Regions from separate parts of the Mus musculus genome. Here regions 2, 3 and 4 are each linked to region 1. Evidence: chromatin contacts called from public promoter capture Hi-C data. All regions are on one chromosome and are shown on one strand. The core of a region is the stretch at or near the end of the contact, and the rest is flanking DNA. Distances in the headings are between cores, read along the strand shown.

The links. Promoter capture Hi-C pulls out the DNA fragments that hold promoters and counts their contacts.
Region 2: a promoter capture Hi-C map of embryonic stem cells shows a contact between it and region 1, with 4 times the contacts expected there. The contact joins the promoter of Supt4a here to the promoter of 4930556N13Rik in region 1. A contact is called at or near these places in 2 of 39 promoter capture datasets (both in embryonic stem cells) and 1 of 9 other capture datasets (embryonic stem cells).
Region 3: a contact with region 1 is called in a promoter capture Hi-C map of the C10 cell line, with 4 times the contacts expected there. The contact joins the promoter of 1110028F11Rik here to the promoter of 4930556N13Rik in region 1. A contact is called at or near these places in 4 of 39 promoter capture datasets (the C10 cell line, cranial neural crest, hippocampal neurons and 1 more).
Region 4: a promoter capture Hi-C map of pre-B cells shows a contact between it and region 1, with 2.5 times the contacts expected there. The contact joins the promoter of Rnf43 here to the promoter of 4930556N13Rik in region 1. A contact is called at or near these places in 3 of 39 promoter capture datasets (hippocampal neurons, liver and pre-B cells) and 1 of 115 datasets of contacts at active chromatin or transcription factors (kidney).

The regions. Positions count from the first base shown.
Region 1 is chr11:88,850,277-88,852,996 of GRCm38.p6, reverse strand. It overlaps 4930556N13Rik (RIKEN cDNA 4930556N13 gene), which reads right to left and starts at 1,393. Exons shown (of 5, transcript NR_126433.1): 1 at 1,161-1,393; 2 at 714-795. All of the region lies in intron 1 of Akap1 (A kinase (PRKA) anchor protein 1), which reads left to right.
Region 2 is chr11:87,736,179-87,738,878 of GRCm38.p6, reverse strand. It overlaps Supt4a (SPT4A, DSIF elongation factor subunit), which reads right to left and starts at 1,328. Exons shown (of 5, transcript NM_009296.2): 1 at 1,211-1,328; 2 at 606-712. The coding sequence starts at 1,279.
Region 3 is chr11:87,698,192-87,700,891 of GRCm38.p6, reverse strand. 1110028F11Rik (RIKEN cDNA 1110028F11 gene) reads right to left here and starts at 1,368. Exons shown (of 2, transcript NR_045139.1): 1 at 1-1,368. All of the region lies in intron 2 of Rnf43 (ring finger protein 43), which reads right to left.
Region 4 is chr11:87,661,731-87,664,430 of GRCm38.p6, reverse strand. Rnf43 (ring finger protein 43) reads right to left here and starts at 1,344. Exons shown (of 10, transcript NM_172448.4): 1 at 1,209-1,344; 2 at 1-295.

The sequences.
Region 1 (2,720 bases), core at 144-2,643:
AGAGGTCACGGGTATTCACCTCCAAAAATGTTGTGGAAGGTTCAGAGCTTCTCACTCATTTCTGCCCTACCCTGCCTGGTACTTGGACTTGTCAATACATATTTATTGAATAGAGTTTTTCTCTTCTGCCTTTGTGATTTCTCCGTTGCTGGCATCGTTAGCCACACATCAATATCTTTCCTTACTTACCTCTTGTGAAGCCACATACCATTTGGTTTTTATTTGCTTGGTCTTGAGACAGGGCCTCTAACTCGTGATCCTCCTGTCTTTTAAGCAAGCCTGTTGTCAGATCACTGCTCATATCTTTGGAGCAGGCCTGTGTGGTACCTTCTGTGGTGAGGTGAGAACTCCATGTACCCAGGAGTGCATTCCTGAATCTGCTTTGTAATCACCCCCTAGAGCCTGACAGAATTCTCTCGTAAAAACCAGGCAATAATAAAGAGACCAAGATGGGGGCCAGGAGGGACTGGACACAGCCTTCAAACTTTTCAAAAACCACACCCCTGTGCAAAGGCATGGTGGTGCATACCTTTGATCCTAGCATTAGAGAGGCAGAGGTGGATGTCTGAGTTCCAGGACAGCCTGGTCTATAGGACAGCTAGGGCTACACAGAGAAACATTGTCTTGAAAAAAAATACTAAAAAACAACAATAACAATAAATGGTTGTGCTTAAAACAAACAAACAAACAAAACCCCCAAACCACACCCCTACCTGAGATGAAGTAACTGGGGAGACCACTGTAGGAGAGTTTGCTTTCTCACATCACTAGAAAGGACTGAGGCGCTGGACCTGTCTGCAAGGAGAGGTGGACACTCTGTTCCTGATTGGTTGGTTGGTTCCTTTGTGTTACCAAGGTTTTTTAAATTTTATGTGTGTAGGTATTTTATCTGCATGTGTGTATGTGCACCACGTGGATACAGTGCCTTCAGGAGGCAGAAGAGGGCATCAGAGCCTCTGGGACTCCAGTCTAAGAAGGTTTTGAGCCACGGTGTGGGTAGTGAGAATTGAACCCAGGTCCTATGTAAGGGCAGCCAGTGCTCTCAACAGCTAAGCCCTTTTAACCAGATTCTTTAAGCTGGAAGTTAGTTAACTACTGATTGGGCTGGCAAGGAAGATCCCATGCTTAGAATGGGAGTTTTAGTTTCCAGCTCGTCTTACCTGGGCCTCTCAGTTCTAGACCTTAGCTTTCCTTTTTGGCCAGAGAAGTTTCACCAAGTGGGTCTTGAGCTTCTGCCCTCCTGCTGTGGAGCAGGCTGAGAAAGTGTTCCAGGGTGTTGGTTGGGGAGATGGCTCATCTGTACCTGTGCAAGGAGTTAGTTACCCTAGGGTGAATCTGTCTGTCTTGTCTGCCAGTCTACATACCTGCACTGGCTGGCTTGCTGCCCTGTAAGGCCATCACAATAGAGGTGTAGGGCTAACCTTGGGCGGGCCAGCCAGCCCATTATGAGCTAACACGGAATCCTGATGGTGCTCGCATGAGTCAGCTTGCTCAGACCCCCAGGGATGAAGGGAACACCCGGGCTAGGCTAAGACCAGCGGGCCTGAGGCATGGCTCCATCTCTGTGACCCTGGGCCTCAGCCATGCTGCCGCGGGAGAGTGGCCCAGGCTCACCATCACCCCCAGAACTGCACTCTGCCAGCAAGGTTGGTGCTAGGCAGGACCTCTCATGTCCTGGGATTTTCTGGGGAAACCTTCTAGTACTTGCTGTCACCCAAGCTGTCGCCACCAGCGTGTGGATATTTAAACTGACTTTACATAAGACTAGACATTGAGGTTTTTCAGTCGCATTTGTCATACTTCAGTGCTCAGTAACCTCCTATGGCTAAGTGCCTGACTGCCAGTGTTGGCCAGAAATCACATGGGGATCGCCGCAGTCAGCCGTTACCTCTGGTGATCTGCCCCACTTGACGAGACTGCCAGGCCTTCTCGCCAGTTCTTTAGGTCAGCTCCTAGGACACCTTCAGGCTCTGCCCAGGGACTTTGCTCCCCTCTCCTACCCTTAAAAACATCAGAACCATAAAAAGGTCACCTCTCCCCTGTATCTGTAGCAGCCTATAGAAATCCTTGCCTTAAAGATTAGCTTATTTTTATTTTATGTGTATGAGATGAGCTTTTGCCTGAATATATATGTATGAGCACTGCATGTGTGCCTGGTACCTAGGCAGGCCAGAAAGGGGGGGGGTCATCTCCTGGAACTGATGGCTATACACTTCCTTATGTGTCCTGGGAAATGAACCCATGTCCTCTGGAAGAGCAGAAGTACCCTTCACTACTGAGCCATCTCTCCAGTCCTTTTTTTTTTTTTTTTTTTTTTTTTTTTTTTTTTGGTTTTTCCAGACAGGGTTTCTCTGTGCAGCCCTGGCTGTCCTGGAACTCACTCTGTAGACCAGGCTGGCCTCGAACTCAGAAATTCACCTGCCTCTGCCTCCCGAGTGCTGGGATTAAAGGCGTGTGCCACCACGCCCGGCTCATCTATCCAGTCCTAATCCAGATCTTTGAAAAAGTTTTTCTGGGCTCCACCGAGACTTGTGTAGGTGTGTGTGTGTGTGTGTGTGTGTGTGAGAGAGAGAGAGAGAGAGAGAGAGAGAGAGAGAGAGAGAGAGAGAGAGAGAGAGAGAGAGAGAGAGAGAGAGAGTGAGAGTGTCTCCGAGATAGTCTTCTGGTAGATCATCTGCTCCTTAGGAGCAGCAGAGCTGAGAGCTCAGAAACCGCTGTGG
Region 2 (2,700 bases), core at 79-2,578, 1.1 Mb after region 1:
ACTCAGAAATTGCTGGTTGTTTGTGAGCCTAGAGGCTGCCTGGGGCTGAGAAAAGAGAAAAACAAACCTGGGTATGCCCCATAGTTAAAACATTCCTGGGAACATCTTGACCATAAGATAAAGGGGAATGTGAGGACATAACAGGGCTATCTGAACTGAGTCAACTACTCACAGAACTCTGACACCCTGCACGTACATGTAATCTTTCTGTTAATGTTTGAATAAGCCAATAGTGTGTCGCTATGCTCAATTCCACACCCCTAAGCCCCTTACCCCATAAAACCCCCAAGCTTTCGAGCCTCGTGGCCGGCATCCGTTATCTCCTGTGTGGGATACATGTCGGTCCGGAGCTCCGTAATTAAACGTCCTCATGTAATTACAGCAAGATGGGTCCTCGTGTTTCTTTGGGTGCTCTCACACTCCTGAGACTAGAGCGGGGGTCCCCGAAAGGGGGTCTTACACTACAAAAGTTTACAGCTACTGGGCTGGACACATAGACTAGCTCTCAGAACTGCTGAGACCAGCTAGTCTTATGACCTCAAAAATCTATCCCATATTAACTTTCTGGGTGCAGAAGTAAACAAAGGCGCGTGAAAGGGGCTTACCCATCAAATGAAGAGCTGGTGCAGTCATAAACCATCTCTCTGTTGCCCTTCATTTGTAGGTATGCATCGCAATTGTCACACCCATCATATTCGAACTGGTCTATAGTCTGGAAAGAAAAAAAAAAAGCAAGTATGAGCATGAACAACGCCTTAATATTTCAACAAAGCCAACCTCTTCGTTTTCTATACAACCCAACACCCTCTCCTCTCCAAACTGTTCCTAAACTCCACCCTCATACCTTTTTGCTCGCGTCCCTAATTCAGCTTACATATTTTCTAGCCTCTTTGGGGTCAGGTACCCTCTCCTGCTACTCTCTCGGCTGCTCTGGCTCCTAGTGTCTTTCCAGTCCACCACAGCAAGTTCACCGAACGTCTGTCGGGGAGACAAACTTGTGCTCAGTTATGCCGAGAACTGCAACGCAGCCCCCAGTAGGCACAGCCACCCGGCTCGCGTTCCGTGGACGGAAACAACGGCTCCCTTAGGCTTTCGGGCTTCCCACTCCCCGAATCTCAGAGCCTTCCTTTCCTGTGTCTGGCCCCATTTCACCCTCTTTCTCCCGTTTCGCCTCCCCGATCGCTCCTACAACCAAGGCCCCAACGGACACCTTGACTAACGAGCACAGCAAACAAGCCCGCAGATGCCGCAGGTCCTTTGGTACCGTCTCCAGGGCCATCCTCACCGATACGACAACACAGGTTCCTCCAGCCGCAGGAAGTAAACAGACCATTACCCAGAATGCCAGACGCGTCGGGCACGCAGCTTCCGCTTCCGGTGCCGGCCATCGCAGGCCCCGCCCCTCCCTCCCCGTGGAGAAGATGGTTCCTCCCGCGGGAGCGCTGGGCGGGGCCGCCCGGTCACCTGGGCCGCGCGCGCGCCCGTCACCTGGTTCGCGAGAGCGAGCGGAAGACGGCGCGCGCGCTGGGAGCTGATGCGCCCGTAGGGGCGGGGCAGCTGGGGGAGGTTGGAGCATGCGCAGGAAGCGTGGAGCGGGGCGACTGGCGGGACTGCGCCTCGCGACGCGGGCCTTTTGATGGAGCCCAAAATGCTCTGGCCTGAGTGCTCTTCAGACTCCCGAGGAAAACCTAGATTGTTTTGTCTGCTTGTTTTATTTTGTTTGCTCATTTATTGAGACAATGCTAATTCCTAAGTTGGCCTCTGAGTACGGGACGGTGATCTTGAACTCCTGATCTTCCTGCCTTCACTTTCGGAGTTCTGGGATTATGGGCGCGCACCACCACGCCCGGGTATTTGACTTTTTGACACAAGCCCCTCGTCTCAGTGTCCGGAATGCTCAGAATACAAGCCCGCCGCTTCGCGCTAGGTTGTTTTAAGGCTCGAGGCAATGAGTCTTGCCTTTCTGGACGCCTGCAGAGACAAAAACCCGACGAGGCCCCACCCCTTCTTGTAACTGGGAGAGCGTGATAGGGTTTCGTTTGCGGTCCCCAGGAATGCTAGCTTGAGCCGTGCCGACGGGGAAAGGGGAGGCGTGTTGGATAGAGGGAAACGCGTATTTAATTCCTCCTAAAAGCCTCTCGATTGCGCGCCTGGCTCATAATTTACGCTTTGTAAAACTCTCGGCACATTTAGACATAATTCCATGGGAACATCTGTGGATTAGGTATCTCACTTCTCATACTCTAACCCCACCCCAGCTGCCAATGTGCTTACTGTGTAGGACACAAAATTCCTCCTTGTCTCCTTAAATGGCACCGAGATAATATCCTGAGCAAACCATACAGAAATACGAGGTCTGGTGCGGTGTGAACAGAGCAAAGGCTCTTGGAATGTAGGCAAAAGCCTGGTCATTTGTGTTTATCTGAATTGGAGCGCTGGGATATAAATAGTTGCAATCCCGCTGTTCTGTCCTTCCAGCCCTTCTCATTGAAACTGAGGGACAGCAAGACTGATTCTAGGCTTTATCCCAAACTGCATCCACATGGGGTTCAGTGACTGGGTTTTAGATACTTTCTAGCACCGGGAAATCTCTTTTCAGTTTGGAATACATTTTCACTGTGCTATCTCATGTAAGCCTTCTATCATCTCTGAAGGAGGATCATTTTATTTATGGTAAAAGGCAGGTATCCTGCTGAGGAG
Region 3 (2,700 bases), core at 119-2,618, 1.2 Mb after region 1:
TGCCCATTGACTTCATAGATTCAAGCTAAGGGTGCTTGGTAGACCACACAGGGAAGCACAGAGTGAAAGAGCCAAGAACTTTACAAGAGTTTTCTTGGAGGAGTGGGAGAGACCCAAAGGCCAATCAACTGCTCTCCAGTGATGTGATAAAAGCCTGTGCATTTTTACTTTAATTTGTTGGCAATAAAATTGAGAGTTTCTCACGAGTGCAAATTAAGAGTATGGTAACTAAACGCATCTTTACTAGGAAAACGGCCCTCTTGACTGACTCATTGCCTCCATAAACAGAGCTGAGAACAGAGGGAAAAAAAGTGTCTGAACATAATGGTGTCCATCCATTGTTTCTTGAGAAAGAGACCAACACTAATTGCAGAGATGTGTCCCTTGGTGACTCTGAGCCTGGACTCTGTCTGGATCCTTCTCGCTGTCTGTGACAAGTGGCTGGGCTGGTGCTGCTCTTCTGACTACCCTCTCTTTGTTATGTTTTCCTCTTTCTTTCTTCCTTTCCTTTGCCTCTCATGGAAATACACCCACACTTCCTGAGGAAATGCGCGCTCATCTCTAGTAGGCACTCTCTTCAGGAGTTCCCATACACTCTAGTGTTTCCAGATGATTGCTACATCAGGTCTCTAAGGGCAATCTGGCCTGTGGTTCCATAGGCCCACTAGACGTCATTTGTTGTCTTAATGGTACCCCCGAACTCAGGTTTAAGCATCACCTCCTCCCAGCACGCCACCCTAAGTCAATAACCCTTCTTGTCTGACTTACCTTTGTTAGTGTCTCCACCCTTTCCCTGGAGACGCAGACTGAGCACCCAGAGCCGATATGAATCCTTCCTGTATCTAATCACTAGTCTTGGAGAACTACCCTTTCTGTCCCTAGAGTCAGAGGCTCCAGCCAGTCTCTCAACCTTCTAACAGTCTCTGTTTCACTGTACGAACAATCTTCCTAAACTAAATACTCTAGCTCCATCGTTGCTCTGTCCAGATATGAACAATCTTCTGAACTAAGTTCAGACCTTGGCCTATCAACTCGAGGTTTGCTGTACAGCCCCCGGAAGCAGTAAACTTGGTTTTGCATTTCAACTCTGGCACTTCTAAGATGTGATGGATCTTCCCTATCTGAATCTCTATCAAAAAAAAAGAGGGGGGGGGGAGTAGGCCCAGAGAGATGTCCTAAGCAGTTAAGAAGTGTGTATTGCTTTTGCAGAGAATCTGAGTTAAGTTCCTAGTGCTGTGCTGGGAGGCTCACACTGCCTGTAATTACAGCTCCAGGGAGATGTGGTGCCTCTGGTCTCAAGGGCATCCACACTCACATGTGTGCACCCAAGTACAGGTACACATACACAACTAAAAATAAAGTTCATCGGTTAGGTATGGTGGCGCATGCCTTTAATCCCAGCACTGAAGAGGCAGAGGCAGGTGGAACTCTGTGAGTTCAAGGCCAGACTGGTCTACAGAGTGAGTTCCTGGCCTGCTAATAATAATAATAATAGTAACAATAACAACATGAACGACAACAATAATAATAATAATAGTTATTATTATCATAACAACAATAATAAAATAAAACAGTAACAATAACTGTTTGGTTTCAGACCCTGGAACAAGGGACGGAGGTGCAGATTTCAGGCATCAAAGCAGACCTGGAGCCTCCGGGTTCTTCCTGCATCCTTCAGTCCCTAGCTGGCATATCCTGCTCCCAACCCTGAACTTTCCAGCCCAGGGGCTGGCTGTCCTTCCCCCAGCTGTTCTTCCCTATATAATCCAGACATTTTGGGCCTCTCTTTCTTTCCCTTCTCCCTCTCCTCCTCTCCCTCTCTCTGAGAGTTCTCTTTCTCGATTTCTCTTTCCACTTCTCTCTCTCTCCTTTCCCATGGTGACTTCTCTGGTCTTTGTCCTCGGGGCCAGAGAACCCTCCTGAGAGCAGCTTCCCAATAAACCTGCATTTAATATAATCTGATTTGGCTTGAATTGGCTCATTTCACAATAAATAAATAAATTAATAATAATAATAAATTTTAAAAGAGAACAGTATCCAAAAAGCTCACTGTAGAAATGGTCCCATATTTAAGGCACTAGCTATTTCCACACACAGTATGGCTACAAAGTATGACTTCTGTTTGTCTCCTTGGTGTCATCCCTGTTTCTTTCCTGAGTGTACCTCTTGTCCAAAACAAATGGTCTGACAGTTCTCACACTCTGTTGGAATATGACCTATGCAAGCCCCACTAAGCCTTCAAGTGTATACACATGTATGCACTGCTTCTTTCATGGGGAATCTCAGAAATGCCCCAAATGTCTTGTGTCCTTTTAAACTATTATATACTATCTTTTTTTCCTTTCTGCTTTATTTCATGAGAGTATCACTCCAGGGGAGGCTTGTCTTCATATCTCACGCAGCAGTGTCCTAACATAATGATCAATAAATGAATGCTTTATTGATATTAAAAGCCTGAGCTTTTGGTCTCCCAAGAGTGTGTTTGCTTGAATTACCCACTAAGCACTTTTTAAAATAGCAAACAATTGAAAGAGAAGCTAAGTGAGTCTGGAACTCAATCCAGTGCTACGTCAGCCAACAGGAATGGTCCAGACCTTGCTCCCACTTAAGATGCAATAAGTTGGTTATTGGGCGAAGCCACAGAAGTCTATTTGCATACCTTCACTTTTATTTTATTCTACTTTACTTTGCATGTCAAGG
Region 4 (2,700 bases), core at 95-2,594, 1.2 Mb after region 1:
ATTGGGAGCAGAAGATGGCCTTTTCAGCCCACCTCTGGGGCAGGTATGTCCTTTTCTCCCATCGTCACTGCGAATACAGAAATGCCACCTCTTCTCTTTGGAATTTCCAAATGTGCTTTAGATACAAACATGGATTGGTATTATGTCAGATCACTTGCTGCTGGTCTTCCATATGTATCAGATTCCTGAGGCACTAAACCCGAGGCCGATGAAGAAAACAAGGTCAGTAAACGGCTAAAGCAGCGCATCGGAGGTGAGGGAGGAACTTCAGCTCAGAACACGAAGACATGCTGCCCTTTTTAAGCCAGAAAAAAATGTCAACCATAAATGGCTAAAGTCCATGAGGAGGTTTTCTTTTGAATAGGGGAAGAGTGGGAACTAATCAGGCCCCACCTGGAGGGATGTCTAATGATGCTGAAGCATATACTCTTAATTAAAATGTCCATGCTAAATTGTGTTTCAGCATAGTCCAGAGTTCTAGGCCTACTGAATTTATATACTTTTAAAGAACTACAATATATTATTTTGTGTGTGTGTGTTCCACCAAAAGTGCCTGTAAAATTAGGCACAAATTCATATATCTTTGACATACGACACAATTAATCTGAGTATCAAAATCTCTTCCAACTTCCCTTTTGAGATACTTGAAAAGTTTAGCTTTGCAATTATTTTCCCAGCTAAAATTCATATTTCTGTTTCCACTTTCCTTTCTCGTTTAGGGATCCCAGAGTTTATTCTCCAGTCTGAGAATGCCAAGCGCTTTGACTTTCCTCAGAATGCTGTGGAAACACATCCAGACTTTACAATCTGTAATCTTCTAGATTCAGGAGAAAAACAAAGGACTATTCCTAAGTTTTCAAATTCCTTGAGGGGGCGGAGAATAAAAGATAGGGGGGTAGAGAGGCTCTAAGTTGAGCGCCCTGAAAAAAATCAGGCTGAGGAGACCTGGGTTATTTCTATGTTCCTAGGAAACTTTGGACTCTTTATAAACATCAGATTTTTAAAATGCGCACCCTTAAGTAACTATAAATACACTTCACCCACAAAGTATGCTGCCTTTTGAAGTCATTTAAAAATCCTATAAAGTCTTCAGAGTAAGTGCTGAAAAGCCAAGCGTCTGAACGCAAACCTGTTCTATAGATTCTTTACTTTCGCTGAGACAGAGGGAGGGAGAAAACACGAAAGAATTTCAAAAGAAATCTGCAAACCTGTTGCGCTGTCGGGCCCACTGGAGTCCACGGCACGGGGATGAAACAAATTCAATTGTGCATTTATAAATCCTGCTTTAAAAAAAGACCTGAGCTGCTTAACCCAGTACGGCTCCGGCTTCCACCTTCTCACTCTGCAATCAGACCAAGTGCTCGCACTACAGGTAGGTGCTGAGAAATTCCGAAGCCCGAAAAAGTAATCCACGCAGATCAGGCAAAAACTTATTCCAAGACGAGAGCTACTGTCCTCCTCAAGAACTCTGGAAATGCTTAAAGATGAGCCAAAATCATCTCTAAAATCTAACAAAAGTCTTCTCCCTCCGCCTCTGTACGGAATATCTTGGAAGAGATGAGAAACGAAGCAGCAAATAGAACAGTCACTACCCAAATCACAGAATATCCCAGAGGGAGAAGACGGTATCCCTGAATCATGGACGGACTTGGAAGTTCAGGAGGAGGCAGGGTTGAAGTGCTTCCTTTCAAGAAAGACAATTCTGGATCAGCTCCCTACAGCAGGAAACCTGTGGTTTGTAATTGGTGTACCAGCTCTGACTTCTTCCCCTGGGACTGCAATCACGCTCTCTACCTGCTGACAAAGTGAGGGTGGAGCCGCTACACGCAAGCCGGCCCCTCCTCCTCTTGGTGCACGCACTCACTAATTTAACCAAAAGTCTTCTCTCGGTCTCTTTCTGTCTCTTGCTCTTTTACTCCCCCTAGTGAGCGACAGCCCAACTGCATGCAGTTCAATCAGTCCTTACCTTTCCCCACAGGAGATAAATCAGGGCCACCCAAATGTGTCTATTCTGTAAGCACTAGCACACTGACGGCGGTATGAGGAACGGAACAGAAAACAAAGACATCCAAAAGACAAAAGAACGGCGCAAAGTCTTGCAGTTACAAATTCAAATAGATCTCTATTCTTCCCATGTTTTAGTGTCTACAAATGGCACAAAGCCAGAATTGAGAGATCTTATACTGAGTACTTGTTGCTTATGTCTGCCACTGTGAATAAAGACTTCTGCATAGCTTTTCTTCAGTTCTTACTACGTTCAGTAGTTCTGCCTAAACTGCACCTGGATGGATCTCTCGAATCAGGTTGCTGTCAGAAGTCTGGAATCTGTTATTTCTCTCTTACTCTTTGGGTCAAACCTATTCTTCCAGTGTAAGACTCTAAGTTAGTCTGCATATAGAAGCTAAGCATTAAACCTATGCTTGGAGCTGGAGCAGTGGCTCAGTGGTTAAGAGCACTGGCTGCCTGTTCATCCAGAGGGCTGAAGTCTAGTTTTCAACATTTACATGGTGGCTCACAACCATCTACAACTCCATTTCCAGTGAATTCAACACCCTTGTCTGGCCTCCACAGGCACTGCAGACAAAACACCCATACACACAAGATGAATCTTTTCTTAAAAGTTAAATATGTCTAATAAAAACAGTATAGGTAAAGAGATTAAATTTAGCTAATTACTACCTTCATGCAATATAGTTCTTT